Regions from separate parts of the Mus musculus genome. Here region 2 is linked to region 1. Evidence: chromatin contacts called from public HiCAR-type data. All regions are on one chromosome and are shown on one strand. Each heading gives the region's core, a stretch centred on a gene start, on an enhancer-like site or on the middle of the called end of the contact. The rest is flanking DNA. Distances are from core to core; before and after follow the strand shown.

Evidence for each region. HiCAR-type assays count read pairs that join an accessible place to other places.
Region 2: a HiCAR-type map of kidney shows a contact between it and region 1, with 4 times the contacts expected there. The contact joins two enhancer-like sites. A contact is called at or near these places in 2 of 39 promoter capture datasets (cranial neural crest and frontonasal cranial neural crest) and 2 of 115 datasets of contacts at active chromatin or transcription factors (embryonic stem cells and kidney).

What each region holds. Positions count from the first base shown.
Region 1 is chr19:42,688,038-42,693,031 of GRCm38.p6, forward strand. No RefSeq gene overlaps it. Among named protein-coding and RNA genes, the nearest start is that of Gm25216, 9.4 kb to the right of the region's middle. Within about 2 kb of position 1,929, at least 29 of the 459 cell types and tissues checked have an H3K27ac peak or open chromatin away from gene starts, as enhancers often do. A contact at or near this core is called in kidney, where this site is marked.
Region 2 is chr19:43,461,636-43,466,629 of GRCm38.p6, forward strand. Cnnm1 (cyclin M1) reads left to right here. Exons shown (of 12, transcript NM_001373992.1): 2 at 3,486-3,629. Among named protein-coding and RNA genes, the nearest start is that of Cnnm1, 24 kb to the left of the region's middle. Within about 2 kb of position 2,871, at least 18 of the 459 cell types and tissues checked have an H3K27ac peak or open chromatin away from gene starts, as enhancers often do. A contact at or near this core is called in kidney, where this site is marked.

The DNA of each region.
Region 1 (4,994 bases), core at 679-3,178:
CACCCCTCCCCCCTCACGTAAACACTCCTCAGATATTTGCCACGGCACACTATACTGCACACTCTGGAACTTTTATGAATGGAGTCACATAGGATGTACTTAGTTTGGGTCTGGCTTGACTTGGGATTTGATATCTTATCTGTTATTGGCATGGCTTTAAAAAAAAAAAAAAAAAAAAAAACCTTCCCCAGCCCCCATGGCTGTAAAGTTAGGCTTGGTTCTTCCTCCCAGCCCCGTGCTCTCAGAAATAAAACTCAGACTCAAAATATATTTACAAGCACCCTGGCCATATAGCTAGGCTTTTCTTTCACTAGATCATAACTAAAGATTACCTATTTATTTTAATCTACACTCTGCCACGTGACTGGTTACCTATGCTCAGGTACCATGCTTCTGTCACCTCACATCCTCTCAGACCAATCTCCTGCAACTGGCTCTATCCCAGAATTCTCTCTCCTCCTGGATGTCCCACCTCCCATTCCCTGCCTAAGCCATAGGCCAAAGGCTTTTTAATTGACAAGAGATGCATCCATATAACACACAAGACAGTATACACAAGATAGCCTCTATACATGCCTATCAAACATCTCTCAGGGAGTGACAGGGGCCGGCAGTCATCTCTGGGGTCTTGCCCAGTGCTCTAGTCTGGACCTTTAGCTTCCTGGGGTTTCTAACTGTGCATTTTGAGCATTCTGACACCCCCATGTGCCATAGTATGCTGGCATATGTGACTCTAAAGCCACAGGGCTTGCCAGGGCCATATGCAGCTTTTCTTTATTACATGGGCAAGGTCTGAGGTGTGGCCTGGTTGAAAACAGCCGTTCTGAAGTTTTGACACTAATTTCTGAAAGCCTGAAATGCCTGATACCCACAGGCTAGCATGTGACTGTGATACATGCTGAGTGTCTCTAACCCCAAACTTCTAAATAATCCAGTTCTGGAACTTTTTGAGGTCCTATATGACACACAAACGTAAAATTCCACACCTGACCTCATTTACCGTGTTGAAGTCAACAACACAGGCTCATTTAAAATACTACATAAAATTACTTGCAAATTGTGTTCATAACATGTATAGGAAACACAAATTTGATGTTTAGATTTGGGGTACACCCCCAAGCTATCCCACCACATATATGCAAAGATTCCAAAAGCTGTCCAAGAAAAAAAATTCAGAAATCTGGTTCCAAACTTTTCAGATTAGAGGTGCTCACACTGAACCCATTTGCTTTCTAGATGATTTTGGCTTTCTAGACACACGTGACCAGAGGGGCATTGTATGTTGTCCATCAGGAAATACACAAAGGCGCGGTGTCACCTGCCCGCACACACAGTTCCAGAAAACCACACTCGAGGGGGTGCGGAAATCAATACGGAAAATGAGACACTCAAGTTACCGCAAAGGGCTATTTTTGCTTATTCCAAATTGCTCTGTTTCTGTAAGTAGCTATTTTCAGTCAGCCGCTTCCCTGGCTATGTATAGGGACGGCACTGCAATTTAAACACAAGTGGTAAGTGAAAAGAAATCTGCAAATAGGCTCGCACCCCAGGGATAAATCTGGGGCAATTGAAAATGTGGTGGAGGTTGGTTCTTTCCCCAAATTCGGAGCCACTTCAAATTCCACTCACAGATTGGAACTCATCAAGAAATAAATATCCATGTAAGCTGGTGGGACACTTTCTAGTAAGTGTTCAGGGTTTAAAAATAGGGATTTCAAAGGCAGTGTCTCCTGAGTGTCTGGGGGCTACTCCCTGGGCTGTCCTGCCCTGCCAGCCAGGGACATGTTTAGACAGCAGGTGAGGGGAAGCTGGGTCTATTTTTAAAGGTTTCTGGTTTTCTGATCGTTGCCAGGGAACCTGGGGACACAAGGAGTGTGACTTGGAAGGTGGCCTCACACATTGGGTCAGTGAATCATCTGTCAATTATTTACTGGTCCCACTGCTCAAATAGAGCGGATCTGCCTACGGGAGTTGGGTGTCCTTTGCCAGCACATTGGTTTCTCTGCCTTTTCTTTGCACTTTGGCCAGGGCATTTCCTGTTTTCCGTAATGTCTCACAGTTCACATTCCCTCCTAAAGTCTTCTAAGAGTCCAGATTGGGCTAACCCACCACCCTGTTAGTATGGATGGCCCATAGAAATCTTGGAAGCCCTTAATGGTGGATGCCTCTTGGGGAAGGGGTGAAGAGAGGCCCCAAAGCTTTTACTGCCCTTGTTTCTGTGTGGGTTGAGTTTGGTACATTGAGCTGGTATGTCTTTCATAATTTTCAAAGCTTCTCAAATGTTCAATTTGCTTCCTATGTGCCAAGAACTCTTCCTCATGCATCAGAGTCCTGGGTAGTAACCATTGCATTTGTCACCCACAGCCTTGAGAAGAAGTGGTCACCACAGGTGGAGGTCATTGGAACACTCAGGGGCAGGGCTCTGGAAGGCACAGCTGCCTGAAGATTGGCTGGCAGGTTGTCACTCAATGGCAGTGACAAATGTCATTGCAGGTATCTAGGTTTGCGCTGGGTGCCCTTTGCTTGGAAATGTCACAGGGATTTAGGTTTCCACTGTTCTGTGACTCTGTGTGCTGCCTCAGTGTCTCTTTAGCCCTGGCCTTGAGGGGTGTTCTCCATAAAGCCTCACCAATTTCTGCTTTCTTTTCTTTTCTTTTCTTTTCTTTTCTTTTCTTTTCTTTTCTTTTTTCTTTTCTTTTCCCTTTCCCTTTCCCCCTTTCCCTTTCCCCTTTCCCTTTCCCTTTCCCCCTTTCCCTTTCCCCCTTTCCCTTTCCCCCTTTCCCTTTCTCCCTTCTTTCCCTTTCTCCCTTCTTTCCCTTTCTCCCTTCTTTCCCTTTCTCCCTTCTTTCCCTTTCTCCCTTCTTTCCCTTTCTCCCTTCTTTCCCTTTCTCCCTTTTCCCTTTCCCTTTTTCCCTTTCCCTTTTTCCCTTTCCCTTTTTCCCTTTTTCCCTTTCCCTTTTTCTCTTTCCCTTTTTCCCTTTCCCTCTTCCCTTTCCCTCTTCTCTTTCCCTCTTTCCTTTCCCTTTCCTTTCCTCCTCCTCCTCCTCCTCCTCCTCCTCCTCCTCCCCCTCCTCCTCCTCCTCTTCCTCCTCCTCCTCCTCCTCCTCCTCCTCCTCCTCCTCCTCCTCCTCCTTCTTCTCTCTCTCTCTCTCATCTTTAATTTTTATCAGGCAAATTCACCACTCAGTCCTGTATGAATCTCCTAGTTTCCCATGTCCAAAAGCTGTGGACAGATGCAAGTTCTGTAAAAGAGGTTTTTAGAAAATTGTTGGATCTACGTGAACTCCATATCACAAGTAAGGGGAGGAAGTGATGCCAGGGAAGGGGACCAAGGAGGACAGAGTAGACTGACCTTGGGGCTTTGGCCCTAGAGATGCAGTTTCACCCCAGCTCGAGGGCACTCTTTCCCCTGGTGGCTTGCTTTATAGCCTTGGGAGTAGTGTCACCTCTTGTCGCTCATTGTTTGACTTCTGGGAGAGAAGTCATACCAATACAGCTGTCCAGGAGGATGACATATCCTTCTAGCTGTTATGAGCCCCAACGAGGGATAAATAGAGAGATATCAGTCTGATTGGACAGGAGCTTTATGGAGCCTACCTAGGTCCCTGCACTCTCCGAGACATTTACAAATTGGTTGGACCGTGTTTTTATTTTTTCCACTACCTCAAGGCCATACCATTTTTCTTTTTAATATACAGACCATGCCTCAAATGAAGTAAGTGCCAATAAATATTTGTTGAATTGATTTTCCTGTTCAGAGACATGGCAGATGGACCCTCCTGCCTTATGAGCATAATTCTTTAGTTTGACTCTCGTTGAATTTCTTCCTTGTGGATATTGGTCTCATCAGGCAATGGAGGCTCTGAGTCTTAGCTGAGCTCTTTCTGGGTCAGCAAACACAAAGGCAACCCAATGCTGTTATAGGGTAGGCGGAAAAGAGACCCCAAGGTTGGATTATGGACTTGATCTAGACTGCCCTTCCCCTGATGGGTTTTGGGGAAGTGATGACTTCATGAGGCCTCTGACCTCAACATTGGATCAATCCACTGATGGGTTTGTAATTAGCTGGACAATAGGGATGTGATAGAATCTTTGGGACAGGGTATGAGGGCTTCTCAGAGGAAGTAGACCACTAGAGGCATGCTCTTGCTGGTCTCTCTCTCTCTAACCCTCCTTCCTTTCCTTTCTCCTTCCCGGGTCTCCCCACTGGTTTGTTCACAGGGACCCCAGGGTCTCTAAGTTTGACTGGTTATTGGGATTCATTTGACCCATGTCTGTCACAATAGGTCAGGACACAGGCTCAAAGGGTGTGTACTACTATTCTTGGTTGTCAAGGTGACCACATCTGTAATTAAACCCAAGCAGCTAGGTACATCCGTGAGGAATTATTTTTTCTTTTTAAAAAAATTTTTTTCTTAATTAAATCATTTGATGTTGGAAGACCCACCTTTAATCCAGATCTTTTGAGATGGGAAAACTCATCTTAAATCTGGGCCACATCTTCTCTTGGCAGCTTATATATAATTATGGAGGGAAGACCCTGGGTTTCTTTACTTGCTCTCACTTTTGCTGGGAGGTCTATTCCTTCACTGACACTAGAGCCTACTTCTTTATGATTCCATCATATGCTGAAGAACAGTTAAAGCATCCAACCTTGTGGACTGAACAACTACTAAATTCTTAAAACCTTGGACCTTCTGTTAGTAGACCATCACTGTTGGACTAGCTGGACCACAACCTATAAGCCAGTCTAATAAATCATTCATTAAATCATATATATATATATATATATATATATATATATATATACACATACATATACGTATACACACACACACACATACACACACATATATATATATACACACACACACATACACACACATATATATATATACATATATATGTATTCCATCAGTTCTGTTCCTCTAGAGAACCCTGACTTATAAAAAGGGTTAGTTACTCAGGATTCTCTAAAGGAATAGAATACATAG
Region 2 (4,994 bases), core at 1,621-4,120, 770 kb after region 1:
CAGACATCCACCTTTCTCTGCTTCTTGGTAGAGGATACAGTGGTCCTCAAGGTTCCTCTGCTGTGGTCCTTACTGTGATGGACTGGAACCCCAAATTGTGAGCTGAAATAAACCCTTTCTCCCTTCAGTTGTTCTGGTCAGATGCTTTATCACAGCAACAGGAAAGTGAAATGATAGCTAACTATGCTTCTGGAAAGCCAACTGCCCTTCTTTATTCTTGAGTGATGCCTTTAATAATAAACAAACAAAAGCTGCTTTGGGGAGTTTTTCTTTTCAGGACTAACTCATCTGAGTCTGTACCTCAGATCTTTCTCCTTATAACGCCTTACATGTCTCACAGCCAAGAAAGAAGAACCACTCAGGTTTGCATTTTAGGAACAGGGCCAGGAAATGTGTCTATATTAGAAAAAGAAACAGATTGACCTGGAGGAGGGCAGCTAGAAAATACTTCAGCCAGGCCTAATGGCAAAGGCCCCATAATCCCAGCTTCTCAGAAGACAGGAACATCCAGGTCAGCCTGGGTAACTTTGTGAGACCTTGTCACAAAATAAAATGTGGAGGGGTAGTGTTTGGTTTTTCCTAGGTTTGATTCTATCAGGGGAAAAAAAAAAGAAGGGAAAAGAAAGGGTGAGCAGACCTCCTGTTAGGACTGGATACAGCTGTGATCCAGCTCCGCCCCCTTTGGGCTGTGCCACTTGAGGCTTAACACTAACCCAACTTGTGGCTCAATTCTTTCCTTTGTAAAATGAGTGTAATCGATTTCCGGCTCTTTTTGGTTTGTTTTGGTTTTTTGTTTGTTTTTTCCAAGACAGGGTTTCTCTGTGTAGCCCTGGCTGTCCTGGAACTCACTCTGTAGACCAGGCTGGCCTCAAACTGAGAGATCTGCCTGCCTCTGCCTCCCAAGTGCTGGGATTAAAGGCGTGCGCCACCACTGCCTGGCCCCAGCTCTTTTGAGGATTAAATCATTTGACATGTGTCAAGAGTTCCAAATAGTGTTTGGCATGAAGCAAGAGCTCAACAAATATTAGCGCTTGTTAAGTTGTTAGACAGTAAAAACAAAACATCTGCCACATTAGTCAGAATGTTCCCGCTATAAACACCTTTAACAAGGAAGGGTTTCTTTGGTTCCTGGTTTCATCCTGTCCCCATGGGGAGCCATGGTGGCCAAGAAAAAGCAGCTCATATCATGGCGGCCAGAAGCAGACGGAGAATGGTTGTGGAAACAAGCTTTCTCCTTTCCCCTTATCCCATCTGAGCTGAGGCACATTGATGGTGCCATAGGCACCCAGAGTGGGTCCTCCTCCTCCTTCTCCCTCCCTCCCTCCTCTTTCCCCTCCTCTCCTCCCCTCCTCCTCCTCCCCACCTCCTCCTAACCCTTCCTAAAATTGCCTTCATATAAACACCCAGAAGTATGCACTACTAACCTCCTAGATATCTCTCAATCCAACCAAATTGGTAATCAAGATGACGTCATATCTGCCTGTGATACATTATAGTTTACTAAACCTTTTTACAAATATACCAGCTATGTGGCCAGTTCTAGCTAGAGTATTGATAACAAGTCATCCCCAAAACAGAGATAGAAAACAATTCCCATCTTATTACACTAATGACTTCTAAGAAAGGCATGATAGGATAACTTTTCTCTGCTTTGCAGTACTTAAGCCATCACTAGGGAAGACAAGAAAGCCTGGGTCAGCTGAGACTGAAGCACCCACTTTCAGCTGAGAATGAAGCACCCACTTTCAAGGTGGCTTCTTGAACCATGGTGGCCTCAAGGTAGTCAACAACCAGCCGGGCGTGGTGGCACACGCCTTTAATCCCGGCACTTGGGAGGCAGGGGCAGGCGAATTTCTGAGTTCGAGGCCAGCCTGGTCTACAAAGTGAGTTCCAGGACAGCCAGGGCTACACAGAGAAACCGTGTCTCGAAAAACCAAAAAACAAAAACAAACAAACAAAAAAAGGTAGTCAACAACCGTCTTACAGGGTCTCTACAGCAGAAGTTGTTGTCTTTTACCACCCAACCTCGGGTACAGAACAAGCCCACCCAGATTCAGGGGCAGGACATATTAGCTACAGCCTTCCGTGGAGGCAGTTCCAAAAGTCCACAGCCTTGGTTCTGGTTCCTGATTCCACATGAGTGTTGGCAACTCAGTGGCAGTTAAATAATTTACCTGAAGGTAATAACCAGTCTGCCTAAACAGGGAGCCTGACTTTTAATCTAATTCTCCTTCGGTCTTACTTTTTCAATTAGGCTCTTGAGTCTCCTTCACCTAATATATTCTTATCAATGTGTCAAAGTTCAAAGAAAAAAAATGTAACTAGCTTACATTTTAGATACATGTTAGAAAGTTGCCCTTAAAAGAAACAAGAGGTTTTCAGAAGCAAGAGGCAGGTGGAAGGGAGGAAGGAGGGAGGGCTTGTGGCTAGCAGGTACAGCTGTGTGCTGGATAGGAGGAGTGGCTTCTAATGGCTCAGACCACAGTACAGTCCCCTACTTGACAATGATTAACCGCATATTTCAAAACAGCTAGTACACACAGACCTGATTCAAGGACACAATGAGGCTTGAGATGGTAGACATGCTAATGCCTTGATCTGACCATTACTTATTGTGTAAATGTGTTACATTGTATCCTATGTGTCCAACCTATATGCAAACTAACGTTATAAAATATAACTAAGTGCCACATGGCAATGTATGGCCAACAATAGATTATGTAGAATGGTCTTATAAAAATGTTATCTAGTGATGACATACCATTATGTCATTAGTTATGACATAACCATTAGTTTGCATAAGTGCTATCTTAATAAGGGTCTCTATTGCTGTGATGAAACACCATGACCAAAAGCAAGTTAGGTAGGAAAGGGTTTGTTTGGCTTACATAGCACATTCCACTGTGGGAAGCCGGGCAGGACTCAAACAGCAGGAACCTGGAGCTGATGCAGAGGCCATGGAGGAGTGCTGCTTTCGGGCTTGCTTCTCATGGCTTGCTAAGTCTGCTTTCTTATAGAAGTCAGGACCACCAGCCCAGGGACAGCACTGTCCACAATGGGCTGGGACCTCCCCCACCAATCATTAATTAAGAAAATGTCCTACAGGCTTACTTACAGCCTCTATTGAATACAGACATTTTTCTCAATTAAGGATCCCTCCTCTCTTATGACTGTAACTTGTGTCAAGTTGACGGAAAACTAGGCAGTGCACCTGTACTCTGTGATATTCCCACAATGAAACTGCCTAACAGTTCAGGTCTGAGAACCTGCCTCTATCACTGAGCAACACACATCTGTATTTCTTCTGAGTATCAGGCTCCCATTGGTAAGAACTTGCACACACCAATTTCCTATTTTCAGATGGTCCTGGGGTGAGTTCAGTCCTGAATTTAGTCAAACAGAAACTCTGTATTGTTTTCTCACAAACAGAAATCATCTCTGAAAATGATCCCATATGTTTGACTATGGTTTCATTTGTTCTCCAGGAAAATCTCACTTGGCCATTGTCCAGAGAGTGAACAACGAGGGTGAAGGAGACCCTTTCTATGAGGTGATGGGCATTGTGACTCTGGAGGACATCATAGAAGAGATCATCAAGTCGGAGATCCTCGACGAAACTGACCTCTACAGTAAGTGTGGGTCCTTCCTACTCCCGAGACCCCCAGGAACGCATCGGTTTGATGAACAATGGGAAAGGTTGTCAAGGCAAGTCTGTGCACCGGTGTGTCACCCACGGCCAGGCAGTGCTAGCATGGCAGGGCACCCTGGCCCACGTTATCCTGAATCATGCTGGTAAGGTATTATCAGAAGGGAACTTTCCAGAACACCGTTAAAACTGGGGAAAGATAGCTTCGCCTTCAAATGGAAAAAATGGCTAAGAGAAAGACAGTGTGCCCAAGAGGAGGCCCAGGGGGCTCTCTGCTCTTGTTTCTGCCCTCTGCATTGTTCCCATGGTGGCTCCTTGTCTACCTAGAGGCAGAGCCCAGCTCCCTTGGAGCTCCTCACACCGGACCACCAGTGACCAATGAACGAGCACCGTCATAGCATCACCCTTCGCTAAAGCCAAACGGTTAAATGCCCCTGTTGGATGCTGTTCTTGGCTCTCATGCCTCCTGCCCCCTGGATCAGGTCCCTGTGTGGCTCCTGTTGCTGCTTCTGCCTCTGGTCTCTTCCTCTCCCTGCACCGCTCAGGAACAATATGGCCTCCTCTTTGTAGTGAGTGACAGCTTCAGGCCTATGGGCCTTATCAACGCTTTGTCTGCCAGCAACACAAGGGCTTACTTTGTCTGTGAAATTGCAATGTTATCTAAGTCCATGGGAGTCTCTGGCCAGGAAATGTTTCCTCCCCAGAGTTTCATCTCCTAGGCTATCCACTCCATTCCCTGCCCAGGGATAACTCATTTATTTGAGATGAGCAGCCTCGGTTTGCCAGAGCAATCTTCCAGAAACTGTTTCCTCGCAGCAAAAGGCTGTGATACCATATGGCAGGGATACCCGTGGGCCAAGAAGAGATCAAATCTAAAACACGGGCCAAGCCCTTACCGAAAGCAAGCTGAGTGTCACCGCACCTTCCTTCGGGGACCTGGGAATGCAGTACTGAGCATTTTCAAACAAGGTTGGCGCTCAGAAAGGACCTCTCCCATTCCAGGCTCCCTTCTCTGCCCACCACCCTTGGTCTAGAACTTCCAGAATCCTTAAATACAATTGACGGAGACCATACTGAAATGTTAGTCGTTGGTAGAAGACTAAATTAGTAGTCTCTTCCTGGGGTAGTGTTTTTAAAAACCCGAATGCTTCAAGTACCCACTATTAAAATCAGAGTACTAAAGGGAGAGATTATAGGGATGTCTCTACGAGGAAAGGTTAATGGCATGCTGGTAGACACATAAGTGAATATGTCATATAACTCGGAGGCCACTCACTAGTGACAGCAGAGAAAATGGGTTCTAAGCCTCTTTGACGCTCACTTTCTGCATGAGCCTCTTCCTGGAGGA